Linked DNA regions of Sus scrofa: region 2 is linked to region 1. A link is a contact called in public promoter capture Hi-C data. All regions are on one chromosome and are shown on one strand. Each heading gives the region's core, a stretch centred on a gene start, on an enhancer-like site or on the middle of the called end of the contact. The rest is flanking DNA. Distances are from core to core; before and after follow the strand shown. Region 1 holds the start of PHF1 (PHD finger protein 1). Region 2 holds the start of C7H6orf125.

The links. Promoter capture Hi-C pulls out the DNA fragments that hold promoters and counts their contacts.
Region 2: a contact with region 1 is called in a promoter capture Hi-C map of fetal liver, with 3 times the contacts expected there. The contact joins the promoter of C7H6orf125 here to the promoter of PHF1 in region 1. A contact is called at or near these places in 2 of 5 promoter capture datasets (fetal liver and liver) and 1 of 2 datasets of contacts at active chromatin or transcription factors (alveolar macrophages).

Annotation. Positions count from the first base shown.
Region 1 is chr7:29,712,328-29,717,327 of Sscrofa11.1, reverse strand. PHF1 (PHD finger protein 1) reads right to left here and starts at 3,031. Exons shown (of 15, transcript XM_001927881.6): 1 at 2,457-3,031; 2 at 1,571-1,745; 3 at 1,397-1,478; 4 at 1,217-1,312; 5 at 269-369; 6 at 25-173. The coding sequence starts at 1,729. It overlaps KIFC1 (kinesin-like protein KIFC1), which reads right to left. Exons shown (of 11, transcript XM_021098599.1): 11 at 3,612-3,835. The coding sequence ends at 3,791.
Region 2 is chr7:29,926,802-29,931,801 of Sscrofa11.1, reverse strand. It overlaps C7H6orf125, which reads left to right and starts at 2,000. Exons shown (of 4, transcript NM_001243451.1): 1 at 2,000-2,153. The coding sequence starts at 2,016.

The DNA of each region.
Region 1 (5,000 bases), core at 1,782-4,281:
TGGGACCCCCACCCTGTTACTCACTCCCCAGGGCCACCACAGTAACAGTAGCTCTGCTGCCGGTTGCTCAGATGCCCTGCATCCCAGTCCAAGCCCTTTAGTCCGTACGGCAGAGAGAGCTTCATGCCCAGCATGGCCCGGGCATAGGGGCCCTTCTTCAGGGCACCGCCTCTCTGCAGAGGGGACAGGTGGGGTGCCTCAGAGACATGGGGAAAGGAAGGGCCCAGGGCAGGTTGCAGTCCAGGGCTCCTGGGGAAGATGCCTTTACCTTGGTGGCGATGGCAAAGACGCACTGGCGGCAGACCCAGGGTGTGCCCTCTCCCTCTCCGGGGGCTGGGGCCCTTGGCACGTGGCAATCCTGGTGATAAGCTGAATAAGGACAATGTTGAGAGTAGGCTACTTACGGCCTGCAGACCTGTGTGTGCCAGGTATTGGGATGGGAAGAGTCTTATCTGATTTCCTTCTTTTCTCTGTTAACAGCTGCACTTGCAGCACATGGAAGTTCCCAGGCTAGAGGTCAAATCAAAGCTGCAGCTGCCGGCCTACACCACAACCACCGCCACCAGATCCAAGCCACATCTGTGACCTATGCTGCAGTTCATGGCAACATGGGATCCTTAACCCACTGAGGCCAGGGATTGAACCTGCATCCTCACAGAAACAGCACTGGGTCCTTAACCCACTGAGCCACAGCTGGAAATTCTCATTTCCTTCTTGATCATGGTCCTGCAGGGTGGGTGTATGACCTTTACTTTATAAGCAGGGAAGGCTCTTCCTCTCTTGCTCTTTCTCTTTTTCTCTCTCCCTTCCCACCCCCTCCCCTGCCCAGCCTGCCTGTACCTATATTTTCTCTGCACCTATCTTCGCTCTCTAAATAAACACTTAATAGCCTCACTTGTCCTCAATCTCTGCTGAATTCTTTCTCCAAAGTGACCAAAAAAAAAAAGCAGGGGAGGGAACTGTGGCTCTTAGAGGTTTAGGAACTGGCCCAAGGTCATGTGCTTAGAAAAAGGTGTACCTGAAGTACCCTCTGCCTGCAAAGCTCACACATCTCCACCCATGGGTGCCTCTCCCTGTACAGGGAGGGAGTGAGGTTACAGGGTTGAGGAGACCGGCCAGGGCAGGTGACATAAGAACCACTGCTGGAGGGAAGGGGGGAGAGGCAGCCTGGAAGACCCAGGGCAAGCTGGGTCCTTCAGGTGTCCTGCCCTCTCACCATGGCGACACTTTTCACAGCTGACCAGCCGATTTCCAGGGACCACAGTCTCAGAGCGACATACACAGCAGAGGAGTTCCTCCCCAGGGAGGGCAGCTGTTGGGGAGGAACACAACGTTCAGGGGGCCTGTCCAACCCCCATGCCAGGTATCTGTTATCCATGGGATGCAGGCCTCTCACCAGGGCTAATGTCTTTCCATAGAACCAGAAACTGGGAATCATCCTCAAACTGGACCAGACACACCTCCCGAGCACTGTCCACCTGCAATGGGTGAGCCCAGAAGATCAAATGGGAATCAGAACTAGATAGGAGGAATGGGGAAAAGGTGACAGGTCAGAAGTCAAAGGTCATACCTTTTTGATGGTCCCCAAGTATAGCAGCCCATCTGTCCACCTGGCCAGCACATCTTGACCCTCCCAAAGTCGAGGCCTGGGGCCTGAGGTGGAAGCAGAGGAAGCTGGGTCCCAAAGTGGGGGGGCAGCAGAGCGGCTCAGCCGGGGGGGCTGTGCCATTGCATCCTGGGGGGGCCTAGCCAGAAGCGGGATGGGAGGAGAAAGTTTTGAATGCTGAGGAACTGGTCCCCATTTTCCTTGTGTATTTCTCTGTCAAGGACTCAAGCAGGTGTGTCCCAGTCTCCATATCCCTGAGAGGGTGCAAGGGAACCTCCAGGCCCTTCCTCAGCCTCACCGGAGCCACCCCTGGCTCTCTTCTCCCTACCATGCACCCCCTCCCCAACCTAGTTCTCTAGTTTCCGGCTCCCTTGGGATGTTATATCCTGGCCTTGAGATTTTAGCAAAAGTGATGGTTGCAGAAGCAAAGGTTACCACTCTGTTTTTACTGTCACCTTCTACTGCTCTTTAGGGGTGTCATAATTGGGGTGCTGTTTTCCAGAGATGTGTTTTGGGAGCTTTTCTGGAGATGTTTTCCAGAGTGAGAACGGCTGCCTCCCCGACCCGCGTGTCTCATTCAGAACAATCATCCTGGTACCAGGTTATGTCAGGTCACCCTCAAATTCGGGGCTCCCGGCCCCTGGGTTAGATAACTTCCTTGAGTGCCCCGGGAGGGGGGCGTGTCCCAGTCCCGGTCTCTACTCCCCAGGACCGCGAGTCCGAGAGAGGGGACTTGAGACGGCCCAGCCCGACCCGATGCAAGGGCGGCGCGGCTCTCCCGCCCGCGCCCTGCGCGCCGACCCCCGGCTCCCTGCCCCCCCCCCACGGGCGCCTCCCGCCACCTCCTTACCAGTGACAGCTGGGGCCGCCGGGAGCCGGGCAGAGGCAGACGTGGGATACCCAGGCGAACCCCTCGCGCCGGGAGGGCACGTCTGGGCGTCGGGGGGCGTGCAGGCAGCGACCCGGGGGTCCCCAGGCCCAGCCCCTCCGTCCCGGCAGCTCTGGGGCGTATGACGCAGCAGCCAAAGCAGCGGCAGCGGCAGGAGGAGGCGGCGGGGGGAAGGAGGGGAGAGGAGGGGAGGGGAGGGACAAACCGGCTCGGGGGGAGGGTGGTGGGAGGGAAGGACTGGGGGGAAGGAGGAGCCGGAGTGGGGGGGCGGGCACCACCTCACCCCACCTCCCTCACCTCCAGCAGGCCTGGAGGGCGCCAAGCAAGCGGCGGCCTCTCCGCGGCTGGGGCAGGCGGACAGTCGGACCGGCCGTGAGAGGGAATCCCCGTAGCCCCTTCCTCCAAAGGGAGACCTGCCCTCGGGGCAGGAGGGAATCCCCTTTCCCCACCGCCGGCCTCCGGCCTGGCCCCCGCACTGTGCCACATCCGTTAACTGCCCCTCCAGCCTTCATGGTCACTCCAAGTCCCGCCCCCCGGCTCAGTTCACGACCCCGCCCTCCATTCACCCTTCCCATTGCCCCGCCACGCCCTCCTCCCGCCTCCGCCCCGGCCCCGCCCTCCCCGTGGCTGGGTTGTGTCCCGCCCCCCCCGCCCCGCCCGCAGTCGCGCTTCTGCGCACGCGTGGCTCCTCCCGCGCGCGGCACCTGGGAGGACCGAGCCCCCCCCTCACCGGGCGGTGGCCCAGGCAGTTGGCGCGAGAGAGTCCGGGCTTGCGTCCCGCCCCGCGCTCCCAAGGCGGGTGCTCGGACCAGCAGCCAGCCAATGGGCAGCGGACGGGGCAGGCCTGGCGGTTCGAACGCGAAGGCAGGGAAAGAGCGGGAGAGAGCCAGCAGTTTGTGGGAGGGCGCGCCGGCCCCGCCCACCTCCCACAAGTACCAGGGGTGCTCTTGCCAGGCGGGGGCCGTGGCACAGGGGAGGCTGGCCACCTGGTGGGCACACCTCCCAGGTGGGGACCACGAGACAGGGTATGGGAGCTGAAGGCATGGGCATGGCCTGTTGGGTAGAACAGAAGAGCCACAGTTCCCATCTTTACAGATATGAAAAGTATCTCCCTGATTGGGCAACCGCTAATAAAACCTTTATTTAAAAACAGCGAAAAAACCTCTTCTTTATTTGATAGGCCCAGATATCACAGCACCCCCCACCAAGAAAGCACCCGCACCCACCTCCCTTCCCCGTGTGTGTCACACACACACACACACACACACACACACACACACACTCTAGATCCGTCTTCATTTCTTGTTGGCTTGGGCAGTACCAATGACACATTGGTTCACCTGTGGGCAGGGGTTTAGACAAACAGAAAAAAAAAAGTTCACAGTAACTACAAACAGTTTTCCCCAAATCACCTCCCAGGGAGGAGTTCCCACTGCAGCCAGTGGGTTAAGAATCAGAGTGTGGCATCTCTAGTCACTGCAGAGGTGCAGGTTTCTCAGCCCAGAGCAGTGGGTTAAAGGACCTGCAGCTACAGCTCAGATTCAGTCCCTGGCTGGGAAACTTCTATACGTAGTGGGTGTGCCCATTAAAAAAAAATCATTAGGGGAAAAAGTAGATAGGGAGTTTTAAAATGGATAAATCAAGCTCACAATACCCAAATCCAGTGACCAATTTTTATATCATTAAAAGTGGAACAATTAGTTATTAGGTGTCTTCTGATGTGATGCAATAGAAAGTGTAAAACACCATCTAAGTTTTCTTGCCAAGAAATTTGAACCTGATTCAAATTAAGCCTCTAAATTTAACTACCAGAAAAAATAATTATGGAGAAAATGAGGCAACCAGCCAAAATCCAGAATAGGACATTTTCCAGAGGACAAATGACCCTCTTTTTTAAACAAATTAAAGCTGTAAAAGTGGGTGAGATTATTACAGATTAAATAAAAGGTACTTTTTTTTTTTGGTCTTTTCTAGGGCTGCTCTGGCAGCATGTGGATGTTCCCAGGCTAGGGGTCGAATCAGAGCTACAGCCACCAGCCTACACCACAGCCACAGCCACTAGGGATCCGAGCCGCATCTGCAACCTACACCACAGCTCACGGCAATGCCGGATCCTTAACCCACTGAGCAAGGCCAAGGATCAAACCCGCAACCTCATAGTTCCTAGTTGGATTCGTTAACCACTGAGCCGCGATGGGAATTCCCAAATAAAAGATACTTTAGAACTGGCATTCCCATTGTAGCACAGTGGAAAAGAATCTGACTAGAAACGATGAGGTTGCAGGTTCAATCCCCAGCCTTGCTCAGTGGGTTAAAGATTTGGCGTTGCTGTGAGCTGTGGTGTAGGTGGTAGATGCAGCTCAGGTCTGATGTTGCTGAGGCTGTAGTGTAGGCCGGCAGTAGCTCCAATTGGACCCCTAGCCTGGGAACCTCCATATGCCGCAGATATGGCCCTAAAAAAGCAAAGCAAAAAAAAGAGGGAGTTCCTGTAGTGGCTCAGTGGTT
Region 2 (5,000 bases), core at 751-3,250, 220 kb before region 1:
ATCCGGCATTGCCGTGAGCTGTGGTGTGGGTCGCAGATGCAGCTCGGATCTGGCGTTGCTGTGGCTGTGGTGCAGGCTGGGGGCTGCAGCTCCGATTAAACCCCTAGCCTGGGAACCTCCACATGCCATGGATGCAGCCCTAGAACAGGCCTGCCCACGTCTGAAATAAAATAAATAAATAAATAAAGTCCAAGCTGGTACTGCTCTTGCACAACCAGCCAATAAATCAAAACATGAGTTGCTGGGGCAAAGACCAGCCACTTTACTCTGAAAGCCAGCAGACTGAGAAGATGGCGGACTAGTGTCCCAAAGAACAACCTTCCCCAAGTTAGAATTCTGGCTTCTTTTGTACTGAAACAGGAAGGGATGTGGTTGGGTGCTGCAAACTTCTTGGTGCCAGAATCTTTTGTTCTTACAGATGTCCACAAGTGTCTGCTCACAATGTTCCCATAAACCTCCAAGACAACTCTCTGTTCTGCAACTTTTTAATCTCCATACGAGTGGGAAAGTGGTGCTATACCTTTAAAGGTTAGAGCCTTGAGAAACAGCTCTCCTGTACATTTCAGGCTCTAGGCAACATTCTTGCAGCAAAAGCAACAGAATACAAAGGTTAAAGTAAAACAGATTCAGTGTACATTACAAATACTGCAAATGGTGAGAGTGGTACAGGGAGAGGTACTGGTGGGTGGAGAATGCCGTGGGAGGGGGTCTTGAGTGCCTCATTTTCCAACCCCCCAACTCCCCTCAAGCAGGCATCACACATCCCTGTGTCCCCAGGTGTTCCCATTCATAGGTCTTTACCCTTAAGGACTTCAGACAGTTCAGAGCTATTCCCTGCTAAAACCACCCACTGATCTCTGTCCCCCCACTTCCTCTCTCTCCCAGTCGTGCCCCAAGCCTGGCTCTTGCTGCTCAAAGTCCCTCTCCCAAGCCCACTTTCAAAGCTTAACCATCCTCAAGGCCCAGCACAAATGCCATCTCCTTCAGAAGCAATCCCTGATCTTCCCCATTCCCCCAATCTCAACAGCTAGAAGGACTATTTCTTTCTCCAAACGCCTAGTATTCTTTAACACTTCCATTAAAGCCCTTGTCACTTCTAACATTGTATTTGGTTCTGAATTCACTCCCTGACTCAGGGCAGGAGTCTCCTGGAAACATACAAAGTAGACGGGTGGAGAGAAGGAAGAGATCTGGGGGAAGCCAAGCGCTGTGTGCATGGGATGGTCCTGTCTAAAGACAGGACAGTAAAGACGCAAAAGGAGGATGAGGCTTTCCTCAAGGAAAATCCGGAAGGTAGAGTTTTTGGGGTTTGTTTGTTTAAGAAAAGAAAAATCAGGATGCAGCTGGAACTGTATAAGAGCAAGCTTGGTAAAACAAGTTTTTTTCCAGGCTGCATCAACTCAAACAGACAAGTGGACGGCTTGGGGAGGGGGAGCTCAGAAGTGATACTAACAGGGGCTGGGGACACAGGGACAGGAGCGAGGAGCACTAAAGAAGGAATTGTGGCAGAGCACCAATCGTGGTACTGATAGGTACCGGGGCTTCGGGAAAGGGGCGCGGGCGGCGGCGGGGGGGGGGATGCTGCAAACCACGTGTGCTAGGATATTAAGTTCAAACATATCTTCATCGAATAACAACCTGTATTTACATGCAAATGTATCCGTTTATGCAAATCAGCAGAGGTCTCAGAGGAGGATTTTTAGTCTGGAGCTTGTGCATTCATTGAAAAAGAGAAGCAAAGCCGTCCCTGGGGGTACTCCACGCCTGACTTGCCCCTGGAAGACCGGCTGGTTCCAGAAGGACAAGAACTGAATTAGCTCGGCTCGCAGGGCAAGCGAGCAGCGCCCCCACCCGGAATGCGGCGAGCGCGGTGAAGGAGCGCATGCTCCCTCCCTCCTCCCTCTTCCCTCCTCCCTCCCGCGCCAGCTCCTCGGAAAGCCAGAGGTCCTTAGTGCGCAAACGCCTTCCGTCTGCGCCAACTCCTCCCTCGGGGGCGGGGACACGCGGGGCCCAAGATGGCGGCCAGCCGCTACCGGCGTTTTCTCAGGCTCTGTGAGGAATGGCCGCTGGACGAGACCAAACGGGGCCGGGACTTGGGCGCTTATCTGCGGCAGCGGGTAGCGCAGGCCTTTCGGGAGGGAGAGAACACCCAGGTGACACAGTGTGGGGACCGCCTGCGGCGGGAAGGCGTGGGGGGTAGGGGGGCAGGACAAGGCAGGGCGGGCCGGTGGCGGGCCCGGCGCATGCGCGCGCCGTTCCCTCGGCCACACGTGCGCGTGGACGGCTCCGTGCTCTTAACAACGTACCCCTCGGAGTTCTAGGACGCTTTTAAAAATCTGGAGACCTGGGTCGTTCGACCTACTCGAATCAGAGTGTGGGGCAGGCCTTGGCCTCAGTATTTTTAAAAGCTCTCCATGATTCTAGGCGCAGTACCTGTGGCAGTCTGTTCCTCCCCTGACACTACCGTACCTCACAGTGCTGTGTGGTGACCGATAGCCAAAGCCCTGTCCTCACCCCAGGCCCCTGCGTTTGAGTAGACCTGCGTTTTTGTGGTTTTTTTTTTTTCGGCTTTTGTGTTTTGAGGGCCGCACCTGTGGCATATGGAGGTTCCCAGACTAAGGGTCGAATCAGAGCTACAGCTGCTGGCCAACACCACAGCCACAGCAACGCCAGGTCCGAGCCGCGTCTGCCACCTCCACCACAGCTCATGGCAACGCCGGATCCTTAACCTACTGAGTGAGGCCAGGGAGCAAACCTTCGTCCTCATGGGTGCTAGTCATATTCAGTTGCCTCGTAAAAGACCCTAAGACTCCATGATAGGGTCTTAAAGACAGGCTCTGATTAGAAGGTGGATTTTATCATAAGACCATTGAGCTGGGAAGGTTTAGTCGGGGCCGATGTGACCTAATTTACTTTTTTTAAAGATCACTCTGGTTGTAGTAGTGAATGGATTATAGGGGGGCAAGAATAGAAGCAGTCAGCTGGAGAAGAGGTTACTCTGGCAGCCCAGGCAAGAAATGGTGGTGTGGATGCAGAAGGCAGCCCAGGAGAGGGAAGTGGCTGGATTGAGGTTGCCGTGGAAGGTTGCGGCCACAGGTTTCCCTGATACATTGGATGCAGGATAGAAGGAAAGGTGAACCAAGGGTCACACCTAGATTGTTTTGGCCTGAGCATCTGGGTGGAAGGTGGTGCCATTAACTGAGATGAGAAAGACTAGATGAGGAACAGGTGGGATGTGGGAAGAACATCTTGTGTTTGGTGTTAGACGTGTTGAACTTGAGATGCAGAGTGCTGTTACCTCTGAGTGGAAATGTCAAGTAGACAGTAGGATATTTGAGCCTGGGGCTCGGGTGAGAGGTCAGGCCTATGAGATAGCATATACACACATACACAGTCTGAGGAAGTGACTTTTGCAAAATTTGGCCACAGCTGTCAAAGTAGGAACATGGTCTTTTGCAACTTAGCTACACGGAGCCAAGCCAGCCCACCTAGTAGAGCAAGAACATGCCCAGTGGCATCATGGGGACAAGCACTGGGTGGGTGTTGGGATGGATGGAGTGTCTGACTAGGGCTGGGGAGGGTGTGGGGGTGTGTGACACCACACTGAGGCCTCACACTTCTTACAGTGCTCTTCACTGGCCCAAAGGATAAAGATTTTGCAGGCAAGAATCATAGCTAGTCCCAATCCTGTGAATCCCATAAGCCTTCTAGGGCTGTGCTCCCTATGTATTTCTGGTGCGAGCTTCCTGAAAATAGAGGTTGTTCCATTTTTATCTTTCTCCCCATAGTGTCTCACATAGTTCCTCACACATAAAAGACACTCAGTAAATGAATGGATGGTTACATAAATGATTGGTGGTGGCTCATGAGACAAAAATCATTTGAATATAGTTGCAGGTGTAGCAGAACTAGATGGAGAGAAGTTGCAAAGAGTGAGAAGGGGATATTTCTGTGTCCTGAGTGGTGAGAATGAATTTGCAGGCTTACTCACTGGGGAACTGCGGGAACTGCAGATGAGGGGCAGAACCTGGTCCTGATCACCAGGGAGCTCACGGGACTTACTCTGAGGGAATTTGGAGGGCGGGGGACCAGGCAGCAGAGAAGCAGTGAGGGTGTGACCTTCCCCAACTAGACTGTTAGTGAGAGAGGGGCGAGGGGCCAGGAAAGGAGGGCAGAGTGTTCTCTTTGGAGTTGCCATCCTTTGTCATCACCTGGGGAAATGGCTCCGATGAGTCAGAGGCCCACACAGATTTGAGTCATGGCTGCAGGTGCAAGTCACCGCTCAGTGATGGTTCCACAGTGGCTGATGAATGTGCCCTGGTGGAGTGAGCCAGGGCGTCATGATGGCAGCAGACACATGACTCAGGACCTCCTGGTACCTCATCCTGATATCACCTGAGAAGGTGCCTGGCCTCAGTGAATGCTTGTGGTGATCTTTAGGAGGAATAGTCCCTTGCTGGAATTGAGGGCAGTCCTGTCAATTACTTCCCCTCACACCCCCGGACTGAGAGAGAAAGGTCGCTCTGGTAGGTTCTTTGCTAGGCTGGCAGCCACCAGCAGGCAGTAGACCTGGTCGGCTGATGGGTGTGCAGCTCCCATGGTTGTGCCACTTGTCAGGAAGACAGGCCTGGAGGGGGCAGCTCTGCCCCGCACCTCGTTCCAGGAGAGAGAGGCAGGCAGTCTTCGGCCTTGGGCTTCCTGCCACAGTAGCACTGAACGTGCACCACACAGCATGCTTGCCTGGTCTCATTTAGTTCAGTCCTCAGTCCAGCTGAGTGAGGTCATCTCACAGTTCCCATCTTACAGACCAAGAAACAAAATGAGAAAAGTGAAACAATGTACGTGGGTTCCCTGGGAGTTAGGTGGCAAGGCTGGCGAGACACAGACCCAGCTGCCTGGCCTGGCACTGCCTCCTTCCTGCCTGATTGACTTACTTCTTGTTAGGAAGGCCTCTTGTCCATGAACTTCAAGCCACTCCCTTCCCCTCATTTCCTGCTCCA